Linked DNA regions of Capra hircus: region 1 is linked to region 2. The links are chromatin contacts, called in public Hi-C maps. All regions are on one chromosome and are shown on one strand. Each heading gives the region's core, a stretch centred on a gene start, on an enhancer-like site or on the middle of the called end of the contact. The rest is flanking DNA. Distances are from core to core; before and after follow the strand shown. Region 1 overlaps CSF2RB (cytokine receptor common subunit beta). Region 2 overlaps NCF4 (neutrophil cytosol factor 4).

Region 1 (6,709 bases), core at 3,283-5,782, 76 kb before region 2:
GGCTAATGAAAGCATGCCTCTGTGTGTGTGTGTGTGTGTGTGTGTGTGTGTGTGTGTGTGTGTGTGCTCTCAGTCATGTCTGACTCTGTGTGAACCCATTGACTATAGCCTGTCAGGCTCCTCTGTCCATGGAATTTCCTAGGCAAGAATACTGGAGCAAATTGTTATTTCCTATTCCAAGAGATCTTCCTGACCTAGGGATCAAACCCGTATCTCTTGTGCCTCCTGCATTGGCAGCAGAGGTGAATTCTTTACCCTTGCTCCACCTGGGAAGCCAGTAGAAGCCTGGGCCATATTAACAGAAGGCTAAGGTTCAGTCTCAGGGAGACCTGTTGGTGAAACATGCTCTCTCCTCTGTCCTCTGGAGACCTTGCCTGCAGTCTGCATTGCACACCAGGAGGTGTAATTTTCTAATCCCTAATGATGCCTGGGAGGGAAGGATGCTATTCTGGGGTGGGGTTACGTCTCTGTGTTCATATCCTCCCTGTCCTCTGCCCAGCGGGGCTGTGCCAGGAGGGGTGAGGCGGGGCGTGGCAGACCTACCCCAGTCGGTGTCCCAGGACCTTGCCTCACTCCACTCGCTCCAGATCCCATCGTAGTTCCCTGGGTCGGGTTTTACTCTCACTCTGGCCTGGTACCGGCTGGCGGGCTCCAGAGGTGGCAGCGACATGGTGTGGGCATTCTGGAAGTCCTCTGTCTTGGTGTCCTGCAGGGGCAGGTGTGTGAGCAGGAGTCTTGAGGTCTGGGGTGCGTGGGCACAGCTACGAAACCCTCCCGCCTCAGCACCCCAGCCTTCCTGCTACCCATCAGTTCCCAGCTTGCAGTCACATCCGCAGATCTGAGCAGCATCACTCTCACCACGGAGGACTGCACTCCAGAGGGACAGGACCAGGGAGCACCTCTTGTACTGAACTCCTGGCACACATGACAACATCGGGGTGCAGAAACCCTGAGGAGCCATCATGCCCCGCTCACCCTCCCAGCTCACCTTGGGGCAGCCTGGACCCCAGATATGGTCTCCCTTGGAGTGTGGTGCAGGGTGATCGAAACCTGGACCATCAAACAGATGTTCAGGAGCCCAAGGACCACTCCCAGCTCCACCACTAACCCACTTCCTCCTGGCTTCAGTTTCCCCATTTCTAGCCGAAAATTCTGGGGCTGGCTCTGAGGTTTCTGGTCTGCCCTCTGTGGTGTCCCAGGTTCTGTCCACAGGCCCCAGCGGCTGCCTGAGGGCCGGGGCAAGATACTGAGCCCTGGGCTGAGGCCCTGCCGGCCTCCCCAGGAGCTGCTCTGCTCTTAGCAACTGCACATTTGCATTCTGGATGAGATTCTTATGAAGAAGTGTCACCTTATTGTGACTTTTGAAAACCCATCCTCCAGCTGCCTCTCAGCTCTCCCCCTCCTGATGTCTATGCCCCCTTTGCAACTCAGGGTCATGTGTACATTTTGGCCAAGTTCACATCATCTCTGTGAGTCTCAGTTCCTTCACCAAAGGAAGAGACAATGAGACTCTTGGAGTGACCGCCAAGTCCCAGTGGCTCTCTGAGGCTGGTCATGTGCTGGGAGCCAGGTATCCGGCAGGTGACATTTTCCCAAGTGTTGTCTCACTGCCCTTTCCTCCCCTCCAGGCCCCTCCTGGGACACAGGCTCTCACCTCCCATGAGGCTCCTTCTTTCTTGTACTGGACCTGGAAGATGCAAGCTATGTGTGAGTAGCTCATTTTTTCTTCTTTCCAGTGCAGGATGTAGCCATCTCTGCCCTTGGTCACGTTGAGGGTTGGGGGAGCCATCTGGACTGGAGGGAGGAAAACTTTTAAGGCCTATTGTTTCTAATATTCCTCCAGTGGAACATTTCTTGTGTTCCGTGCTCATCACAGGTGCTCTCTCCATTAACCCAGGACCCCAGATCCCGCCCATCTTAGGGTCTTTGCACCCTGGTTTCACCATGTCATCTATTTTGACCTGAAATGCCCTTCTCTTGGGAGATGTTAATATACACTTGTTTTGTGGTGAGGTGACCAAAAGAATGGGTTACCCCTAGTATTTAAATAGAAATAAATGTACTGTTAATTTATTCTAACCTAGAGTATTGACACTGTTCTAAGCATTATTATACATGCTAAATTTATATGAATAATTTCACTCAGTTATAACAACTGGATGTAGTAAGTACTCTGAATCTGTCCACTTTTCAGACAATTGAGCCCCACAATGATTAGGTAACTTTCCAAGGACAGGCAGCTATCAAGTGGTAGAGACAAAGATTGCATGGAAGATCCCAAACAATAAGTAGTGGATTTAAACCCAGGTAACTAAGACAAATCAGCTGCTGTCCCTGACACACACTAGAGATTGGGAAGAAGAACTTGATTATTGAGAAGCAATGCAGGAGTTTCCTCTGCATGAGGTCCTCTCTGTGTAACAGGAACTGGGGAGCTTAGCCTGCAAGGAACCACAGTCCATTTGCATACTCCCTGGTATGGCAGCCCACTCCAGTACTCTTGCCTGGAAAATCCCAGGGACGGAGGAGCCTGGAAGGCTGCAGTCCATGGGGTCGCTGAGGGTTGGACATGACTGAGCGACTTCACTTTCACTTTTCACTTTCATGCATTGGAGAAGGAAATGGCAAGCCATTCCAGTGTTCTTGCCTAGAGAATCCTAGGGACGGGGGAGCCTGGCGGGCTGCCGTCTATGGGGTCGCACAGAGTTGGACATGACTGAAGTGACTTAGCAGCATCAGCACCCAACATAAGAAGTAAATCACAGATGAATTATTATTAACTCTGAAAATATCAATCTGGGGAGGACTTTGGAAACTTAAAAAAGAAAAATCCAATCTGGGAAAGAAAAGGAAAAATCGGTGGGAAGACCAGGAGGTCATGGGCAGAAGTAGGAACTTTTGAGCAACTGAGAAGTTGGAGGGGAAAATAAAGTGAAAGTGTTAGTAGCTCAGTCATGTCTGACTCTTTGTGACCCCATGGACTATAGCCCACCAGGCTTCTCTGTCCATGGAATTCTCCTGGCAAGAACACTGGAGTTAGTAGCCATTCCATTCTCCGGAGGATCTTCCCAACACAGGGACTGAACCGGGGTTTCCTGCTTTGCAGGCAGATTCTTAACCATCTGAGCCACCAGGGCAGATAGAGCTAAAAGACTGAGATCAAAGGTGTTTTAATACTGATATTCTTGAGGAATATCAGTTGCATCTTCCTTCATGTTATTTGTCATTGTTGCATTATTGCTTCTTGAGAACTTCCAGGATAGACTGGAATCATTTTTGTTCCATTTGGCTCCCTGGGGTATTTCATTGAAACTGACAAACACACATGAAGTCCGGACCATGAGGAACGGAACAGTGCTGTTGGGAGATGCTCCACACAGAAGGCTAGGGGCAAACTCACTGTTGTCTGAGCTCTTTATAAGTTTCTCTTCCATCTTTGGTCGAACAGAGACGAGGTACTGGCTGTAGTTCCTGGGGTCAGGCACAGGAATCTGGCATCGGTGCCGGATATAGGGACTGCCAGTCTCCTTCTGCACAGGAGAACATTCTTCCTCCCTGAGGATCACGGCAGAGGTCAGGGCAGGGGGAGGCAGGGCTATGTGAGGGGTGAGACCTCAGGGGGAGCTGTGGCTTCTGCTGGGCTCCAGGGGCAGGAGGAGGCCTGGAGAGGGTGAGGCTTAGAGGCGGGGAGGGGACAGAGGCAGGGAACACTCACCGTGCATCAGGGCCGGTCTTGTAGAAGAGGGTGAAGGAGACAGAGCGGGTTACCTCGGACCTCACTTCCCAGGTGCAAGTAAGCAGGGCGGCCCCGTCAAAGAAGCACTGCAGGTTCTGAGGCTGGGCCTTATCCCCTGGGAGGGAGAACAAACCCTCCTTCAGTCCTCATTCATTCATTCCTAGCCTTCAGTGGGCTTACCATGAGACTCGTCACAGAGAGATTGTGGGGCTAAAAACATCAGGGGTTAAACTCAGCCTGACATGCCAGCCGTGTGACCTCAGGTCAGAGGGTGAATTCTGTGAAACTTCACACCCCTTGTGCAAAATGGGGAGGACCTCTCAGCCTCGGGGTTTGGGGATTTATTAAATAACACCGTTGTGTTGGTGTGTCCACATGTCGTGCAGCCCTCATGAAAACACAGCTGCCCATATGCCATTGTGATTAAATTGTAATTATTCCTCCACAGAACGTGGACAGCAAACTGGGGCCTGGGGGTGAGTCAGATGCAGCCGCTGCCTCTGCAGAGTCACAGTAGGGATGGGGTGGGTCCAAGGAAGCCACGCTGAACACAGAGCACCCAAGGATCCTCTTGTGTGGACAGTGGACGCCTGTCCTGGAGCTGTAATGAGCTCCCCTCTCCACAAGGGAGCATTGTCCCAACTCTGTCACCTGGCTGGGAGTTCCAGGAAACCTCCTGGCTCCACTGGCTGGGTCGTCCTGAGAGCCCCGAGCCTGGGGCCAGCCTGGTGCACACTCGGGCCACGTAGGTGCTGCTGGGCAGGAGGTACTTTAGCTCCAAGATGGCCTGGGGGGACGTGGAGTGGATGGTGTGGGCATCCTGGAGGGGAGAGGGGCTGTTTGAGCAGGGCCGGCTGGGCCGGGTACCTGTGGGTTTGGGGCACAGTTGGTGGGCTCCCTACCTCCCAGGAGTCCTGAAGCCGCTTGTAGGCCACCTCAAACTCCAGGCTGGATAGCCAGTGGCTCTGGAAACCCTCATGGGCTATCCTCCAGGACAGCAGGAGACTCTCCCTGGTAGTCGTGACGCTGAGGTCCTTGGGTGTGGGGGGCTGCACTGGAGGGACAGGAAGGAAAGGGTCCCTAAGGGGCTGGATGACTGTGTGGGAGGTGAAGGTCCTCTGTGGCCCATGTGTGGATAGGCCTGGGTCCCAGGCCAGGCACTGCTCCCACTGGCTGAGTGACCTTGGACAGACCCCTCTTCTCCATGGACCTCAGACTGCCTTCCGCTAAATCGTGGGGATTCAGCGTGAACATGAATGAAGCTGTGCAGATTCCTAGGCCTCAGAACATAGACTCCATAAAAGGTGCTCAAATTAAACTCCAGAGGGAGCTAGCTTCCTTCTGTCCCCACGGTCCACGAGGTGGCCTGTGTGGCCACCAGCAGAGGGCACTGTGACTCCTGTAACTCCCTCTTCAGGCCACACTTAACTAGTTCCTCTGCCCAGGGTCATCCTGCACCTCTCAGTACCCAGCAGATGTGTATCCTTCTCTGGAAACTTCTTGGGTCCTCTCCCCAAGGCAGAATCCCTTGTTCCTTTTCCTGGCCCACCACATCCTTTGTATGGTCCTGACAACCCTGGAGGATTAGATGTTTCCACATCTGCCTCCCCAAGTAGGCCAGGCACTTGTGGGCACTCCAGGGTTCTCTGTCCTCACAGGGGACTACGCTTGGCCAGGGACCCCAGGCCTTACCATGCTGACTCAGATTAACGGTGAGCTCAGTGACCAGAGGCTGGTCCGGTTGGAATGAGAAGTAGTCATAGTCGGCAAGGACAAAGTTTCGGTAAGGAATAACACATTTTCTGGGTACACAGCCAGGACAAGGGCTGTTTAACCAGGGCTTGTCGTCACTAAGATTGCAGGACACTCGCTGTGGATGGTCCCTGCCAGGAGAGGATAAGGTTAGCCGAGAGAGAAGAATCACTCGCTCACAAATATTAACGGGTGGTTCCTACGTGTAAGGCTTTGTTTAGTACCAGGGAGCCTGGCAGGAAACAAAACACATGCAAATCCCTGTCTACAGTGCAGACATCCTAATAGAGGCAGACATACACAAAGCAATGAAGGAATGATGTCACATGTCAAATGGAGAGAAGCGTACATAGACAAGTCAGGAAGGAAAGAGGTGTGAGCAGGCCAGAAGGGCTGGCCTGGGGATACAATTTGAAGTAAAAGAGGTAGGGAAGACCTCTTGGAGAAGGTGACATCTGAGCAGAAACTTGAAGATCAGGGAGGGAACCATGCCAAATCTGGGGAAAGAGGATTTCAAGGAAAAGGAACAGCAAGTGCAAAGGTCCTGGGGTAGGCATAGGTTTGGGATGTTGTGTGACTAGGCAATTAACAGTGCATGCAGAGTAGAGATGTGAGGGTGGGAGGTCCAGGAGCCTAGCAGAGTGAGGTTACAGAAGGTCAGTGCTTAAAAGGAATGTAAGGAATTTTGAATTCACTGGAAGTGAGGAAAATTGAGAGTTATGAGCAAAGGAGTGCTGTTTTGACACACATTTTGAAAGGATTCCTGTGGCTGCTGAGCTGTGGATAGATTGACTTGGGTTGCAGGGGGTGGGGGGCGGCAATACTGGAAGCAGAGGGACAAGTTAGGAGGCTTCTGGACTATCTCAGTGATAAGAAGTGGTCTGAATCAGGTGTTAGCCAGATTCACTTTCTATTTGAAGATGAAGTAGATCACATTTGCTGATGGATTGAACGCTGCGGTGAAGAAGGAAAGGAGGGAAAGGAGACTGGAATGCAAAAAATAAAAGACTGCCCCCATTTGTCTGGCTTGAGCCCCTGGAAGCTCCACTTTGGTGAGCTGAGATGGGAATCTAGCAAAGGGGCTGTCTTTGGGAGGCAGAGCAGGAACTTGTTTAGGACACTTGAAGTTAAAGACTATAAGGGACAATGAGGACAGGCAAGTGCACCTGTGGTTCTGGAACTTCGGGAAAGGTCCAGGCTGGAGAGAGCATGTCTGGGTCA
Region 2 (6,000 bases), core at 1,121-3,620:
GTACTTTTTAATCAGTTAAATGTTTGTTTCACTGAGAAGAGGCATCTGCCAAGCCCCTCCTGCAGTCTTACTGAAGGTGATACCTACTGACATTTTGTCTGCTTAGGAGAGAAAAGGCTTCAGCTCACAGAGGGAGATCCTGCCATTCTGCTTCTTCTTCCTCCCCAGGGGGGCCAGAGTCCACCCTCCCTTCACCCCTTACTTACAATGAAGACCACCAACACCACAACTCAGGTCTCTGCCCTTCTGCAGAGTAGCAGGAATAAGAGGGCAGAGGAAGCCCCTGACCTTGGTCACACAGAGGGCTTGGTGTTGGCCTGACCCTGAGGGTACCCAGGGAAAGATGACTTCCATGAGGCAAGTGGTTACTCCTAGGAAAGGGTTTAAAAGGGAGTGACCAGAAGGGACAGGAGTGTCACTGGGTTTCACCACACAAGGGGACAAGGTGAGGAAACAGGTGGCTGAATTAGAGGCTCAAAGCCAGGGCCCACTTCTGTATATAAATGATCCCTCAGTGATACTCATGAATGGGTTTTTACTTCCTCTCCTCTTTCTTCCAAAGACATTCTCTTCCTCAGCCTGCTCCTTTGAGATGAAATGGTTTATTTAATTCAGAGACCAAATGTACAAGCCAAGGTCAGCAGGTCTGTCCAACTCAGAACCAGGAAGTCTGTCCCACACGCCCAGTCTTTCTTGGTCCTAATCCCCTCAGAGAGATCTTTGCCAGGAGTCCCCTCACTGCCCCAGGGACACCACTGGCTCAGGGGACCGTATTGTAGACCTTGTAGTTGTCCTCCTGGGTGACATGCAGCTTCCAGGGGAAGAGACGCCTCTGGGAGGGGAGACCTCGGGCCCGCTTCACCATGAGCCTCACATCCTCATCCGACAGCAGCCGAACCAGGTCCCCCTCAGCATCCTGGTAGTTGAGGGCGATGTCCTCTCTCTGGAACTCCCTCCTGGATGGGAGAGATCAGGGTTCGGGAAAGGTCCAGTAGCCTTTAGGCCTAGGTGTGGGAGCAGGGAGAGGGGATGAAGGGAGATTTAGGGCCGGGATCTAAGAATTGGAAGAGGTCAGAGACGGACACTGGTTCTATCATCCGAGTGGTCCAATCTCCCATTGTACAGATGGGGAAACTGAGACCTCCAGGGGAAACTGGGACTTTCACAATAAATTCATGGAATAGCTTGAAATGTCTCATAGTGCGCTGAAGACTTAAGAACTGTCATAGGGAAGAGAAGTGGGTTTTATTGAGCACAGAGTAGAGGAGGATAAAGGTCCTGAGACAGCCCTGTGTGTGGCCACAAAGAACTCATGAAGGACTGGAAGTGTCTGATCTGGGTACAGGCAGACGGGTGAACAGCCATTCAGACTTTCCACTGGTAAATCTGACAAAATGAGTCAGGAGCTCTATCTGACTTGCAAACACCTTGATCCCCAAACCTCACTTCTAGAAAGTCATCCTAAGGAAATAATCAGGCAAGACATCAAATAGACGAATCACAGCACTATTCACAGTAGTATAGTGAAAAAGTGGAAGATAACTTAAATGCCAACAAAAGGGGATAGCTGCTTTAGTTATGGTGCAGCCACAGAACAATGCTCTGAAGCCAACTAAATAATAAAATTATGGAGAGTGGGGTGCAGGTGGGGTGTGAGCTGAAGAAATATGAATGCACATCAGATAATGAGAGGAGTAAAAATGAGGTGATTTCACTTCTTTATACTTTTCCATGACTTCTGACATTCTTTTTAAAAAGTAATGAATAGATATTACTTTTACAGTCAGGAATATGACAATGCTATTTCCATTCTGTAATGCAACTGTTCATAACTGGGTCTTGGGAGGTGGTGGTTCCCTGATGGAGGAGGGTTCAAGTCCAAGGTTTTGACTTGGAAAAACTTCAGCAAATCCAGGCCCACAAACCGCAAGCCCCTTTACCTCTCTGCAGCACCCCTCCCCCCTCATCTCTAATGTGGTGAGCTGATACCCAGCCTGCAGGGCTGGGCTGTGGATAAAACAAAAAGGTGAAATAGACACAAAACGCCCAGTCCTTGAATGTGCCGTGTTCCTCCCTCTGTTCTCTGCTGCAGGGTGTCTGATGCCCCTCAAAACTCCCACCCTAGCCCCTCACCTCATGAGCTCCAGCAAGTCCTTGAAGAGAGGGGTGCTGCTGAGGTCCTCCTCCACTGCAATGTCCCTAAGGAGAGAGTGGGCAGGAGTAAGGAGGCAGCCGGCCAGGAGGGGGACAAGGGAACGAGGCTGGCCAGGTCACACTGGAAGTCTTGTGACGGGGTATGACTTATCTGGAGGATGGTGGGAGCCACTGCGGGTTTTCAGGTGTGTGTGTTTGGTCGGGGAACATGTGATCTGGTTTGGGTCTTGGAGCCCAGGGGTGGGATGGGGTTGGGGAGGGCCGGGGAAGCTGGACAGATCCCTCCCTCCCAGCGGGCCACCAACTTGATGGTGCTGATGGTGTCCTCGTAGTAGTAGCAGCGTAGCCAGTTGGTGGGGTCTTCCTCCTCTGGGAAGTCCTTGAGGATCTTCACAAAGGACACTGGGAAGATGCCTGTGGTTCCCCGGACAGTGCCCTGAGGGAAGAAAGAAGACACTGCCCTGTGGGTGCTGGGAGAGGCAGCAGGGCCATGCCTCGGGGTCCTGCCCGTTTATAATGATGGGGAAAGGCAGACAAGGTCTGGGTCCCCTTATGCAGAAGAAAGAGAAAAAGTGGGCAAGGTCACCAAGCTGTTCACCCCAAGAAATACGTTTTTGAACAAGTCAAGACCTGAATTTATCTGGAAACCTGCTTTCATCTCATTCATTTATTCCCTCACTCAGTCATTCATTTGGCTATTTCTTGAGTGCCAACTAAGGGGTAGGCTCTGGGTACTCAGAAGGGATGGAAATCCCTGCCCTCCCCCCTGGAGCTTCCACTGTGCTCCAGACAAGGCACAGGTAAACAGGTGAAATTTACGAGCAGTCGTATGGTGGTAGGTGTCCAGGAGGAAAACGGGATAGGGGAGGGAGAGGGGTGAGAGTCGGGGCCCGTTCATTCATCCATCCATCCATGGACACCACCTGCTCTAGACCAAACAACCAGAATTCTCCCTCCAGCCAGGCCTCTCTGCTAAATCCAGCCAAGACCTAGCCATCGCTGTGCTTTGTCCCCTGTTCTCTTAATCTTCATAACCCTATGGAAGACATACTGTTCCAGCCTCTTTTACAGACATATAAACTGAGGCTGAGGTAGTACCCTTGCTCTTCCCCTAACCCTCCTATCCATCTGAAGCCAGAAGTCAGTTAGCATACTGACCCACAGAACCTTCAGAAAACAAGAAGTCAACAAACATTTCCTGTTTCTGGAGAATGACCCAGCAATACCCTTCAGCTGTCAGAGCTCGTGAGTACCTGAGACAGAGCTGCGGGACTGGGGTAAAAAAATCAAACCAAGTTGTGAGATGAACAGTTGGCCCATACTCCTCTCCAGCCCCTGGGTGCCAGGGACCGTCCCCTTCCCTCAATGGTTCCCAGACCCCTGGCAGCTGGCCCTGCCTCGGGACCTGTTCCATAAGCTCCTTCACGCACCGCTTCAGGAGCCCTGAGAAAAGAGAGTCTTTCATAACAAGAGGACTTAATCCAAAAGGCTGCACGAGGCCAGGACTTCCCACTCGGTGATACCCGCTCCATCTTCAGTTGTGCTCTGAGCCTCTGTAAGGACCATGCTTGCTGCTGGCAGGGACAAAGCGTGGTCAAGATGCCACACACCCAGGCTCTATATAGGCCGAGCCCTGAACATCTGCGTCTCCTTCAACCCTTCCCAGAAACCTATGAAGAAACAGCCAGGGTTATCTCCATTTACGGGAGAGGAAATCACGCGGTTGAGTAAGTTTCCCAAAGTCACAAAGCTAGCTAAAAACAGCTAGGATGTGACGTCAGACGCTGGAGTTCAAGTGAGTCTCCCACCTCACTTTCACTCGCTCCCTGAGTGGTGAGTAACTTTACCCGATTACAAACAGCACGTCTCCACTGGGCGTGATTCTGCCTTCTGGGGCCAGAGGTCTGGGGACACACTTGACTGCTGCAGCTGGAGGGGTGCTACTGGCATCTAACAGATGGATGCCAAGGTCACCATTAAACACCCCACAGTGCACAGGGGTGCACCCCAACAGAGAACTGCCTGCTCCCACGTGTCAGAGTGAACAGGCTGAGAGACCCTGTTACAGAACAAGAAATGAAACTCAGAGGGTTAACTGACTTTCTAATGTGACCACTGATGGGGTCAGAGGCAAGTGTAGGTGCCAGAATCTTCTGCTTCAGTCACATACACAATATTTCCTCAGGCTTCCCCGATCTACACCTTTGGACAGCATTTTTTCCCTGGGGCCGTCTCAGATCCTTCCTCTTTCTCTGATCCCTCACAGAATCAAAACGACTTCACCTCCAACTTACCTGCAACCTCACTTCCTCCTCATCTTCAGTCTCACCTCCATGCTCACTTCCAGACTTACCTCCAGCCAATCTTTATTGATCCGACTGAGAAGGAAGATCACATCTCCAACTTTGAAATTCAGCTCATGTTTGCTGTTCCCAGTGAAATCAAACAGGGCCTGGGAGAAGAAAATGGTAAGGAAGGAGGGAGGAAACATTCACCAAGTTCCTACCACAGTGCTTTACATTCTTCAGTGTCGCATTTAACAGATGAGGAACCTGAGGCTCAGGGAGGATGAGTGACTTTCTGATGCTCCACTCTATTTGTTAGGGAGAAGCCAGGTTTAGAACCCAGGTCTCCCTGACTCCAGAGCAGGTGCTCTTTCCAAGCCTGGGGGCATGAGCAAGAGAGGGAAGGGTTCAAACTCCCCGGACTTGGTAACTTCCTCATCTCCCAGGCCTCACTGGGGACTCCTGTACACCCATAGTCCCCAGGGCATTGACCACATTGGTTTTGAAATGCCCATGTTTAAGAGTGTGTCCCTGGGGAGCAGTGAACTCCTCGAGGACAGGGCCTGGTCTAAGTCACCTCTGAAGCTTTGGTATCCAAGGCGGGGCTGAGCTTGCTGAATGAATGCTGGCTGGCTGGTACCCTCTGCCTCTGTGTGCTCATCACAGGCCCTCCGCTCTTCTGGCTGGGGGTTCTGAGGTGTCTGAGGCTGAGGCTGTGGGCCTTTCCCTCCCCTCCCCACCTGCCCTGTACCCAACCCCCATCCTAGGCACATAGTGGGCACCAGCAGGACAGGCTCAGGGGCTGGAGGTGGAGCCAGGCTGCTGCCCAGTGGTGAGGTGGGAGGGTACCTCTGCTCGTGGAGCTGCCATGCGGTCAATGCCAGCAGCTTGTGGGGACTCGCTTTTTCTGTGGAGAGAGAAGAGGGGCTTGTCATCCCTCCTGCTTCTGTGCCCAGAGAAGGGCCTCAGCAGAGGAGTTAAAGATGCAGCTACAATTGCTCCTCTGTGCCAGCACGCTACCCCCAGCTCTCATCGCCCTGGAGGAGGGACTGCACCCCGCTCTGTGGACCAGAAAGCAGAGGCTCAGATAAACATTTGCTTAGGGCCGTAGCTTGCCAACTCTTTCCCGTTACTCCCCACACTCAACCCCTAATCTTCCGGCTGAGGAAATTGGCTTCAGAAAGTGCTGAACTCCACTCCAGGACCCAGCGCTGCTGTGGGGCACAGCTGGAATGCAGGCCACACCTGCCTGGGTGCCTGTGGGAAATGGCCAGGCACGACTTGGAAAGGACACTCGGAGACACTGGCCGGAACAGAGGGAGGAGCTGGATGGGCAGGTGGGGCTCAGGAGCCTTGTCCTGGGATTCTTAGCAGCAGCAGCTCTATTTCATCAGCTTGAATTTTCAGTGATTTTTTCCCCCCCTGCTTAGAAGGGGGCAGAGGGAGCTGTGGGCCCTTTAAAATAAGGGAGTGAGCAGCAGCGTCCCCTGGTGGCCAGTGTGATACACCAGGAGCCACAGCCGGCCCCATGGAACTAAAACTAATCAGGGACAAGGAGTCC

Evidence for each region. A called contact is a pair of places that touch in the nucleus more often than the background predicts.
Region 1: a Hi-C map of blood shows a contact between it and region 2, with 3 times the contacts expected there. The contact joins two enhancer-like sites. A contact is called at or near these places in 4 of 5 Hi-C or Micro-C datasets (blood and liver).

Annotation. Positions count from the first base shown.
Region 1 is chr5:74,035,369-74,042,077 of ARS1.2, reverse strand. CSF2RB (cytokine receptor common subunit beta) reads right to left here. Exons shown (of 14, transcript XM_005680669.3): 4 at 5,429-5,619; 5 at 4,639-4,790; 6 at 4,388-4,556; 7 at 3,716-3,851; 8 at 3,401-3,555; 9 at 1,655-1,794; 10 at 544-706. Among named protein-coding and RNA genes, the nearest start is that of CSF2RB, 15 kb to the right of the region's middle. Within about 2 kb of position 4,532, at least 1 of the 5 cell types and tissues checked has an H3K27ac peak or open chromatin away from gene starts, as enhancers often do.
Region 2 is chr5:73,957,946-73,963,945 of ARS1.2, reverse strand. NCF4 (neutrophil cytosol factor 4) reads right to left here. Exons shown (of 10, transcript XM_005680667.3): 6 at 5,289-5,346; 7 at 4,508-4,606; 8 at 2,460-2,590; 9 at 2,134-2,199; 10 at 519-956. The coding sequence ends at 761. Among named protein-coding and RNA genes, the nearest start is that of NCF4, 16 kb to the right of the region's middle. Within about 2 kb of position 2,370, at least 1 of the 5 cell types and tissues checked has an H3K27ac peak or open chromatin away from gene starts, as enhancers often do.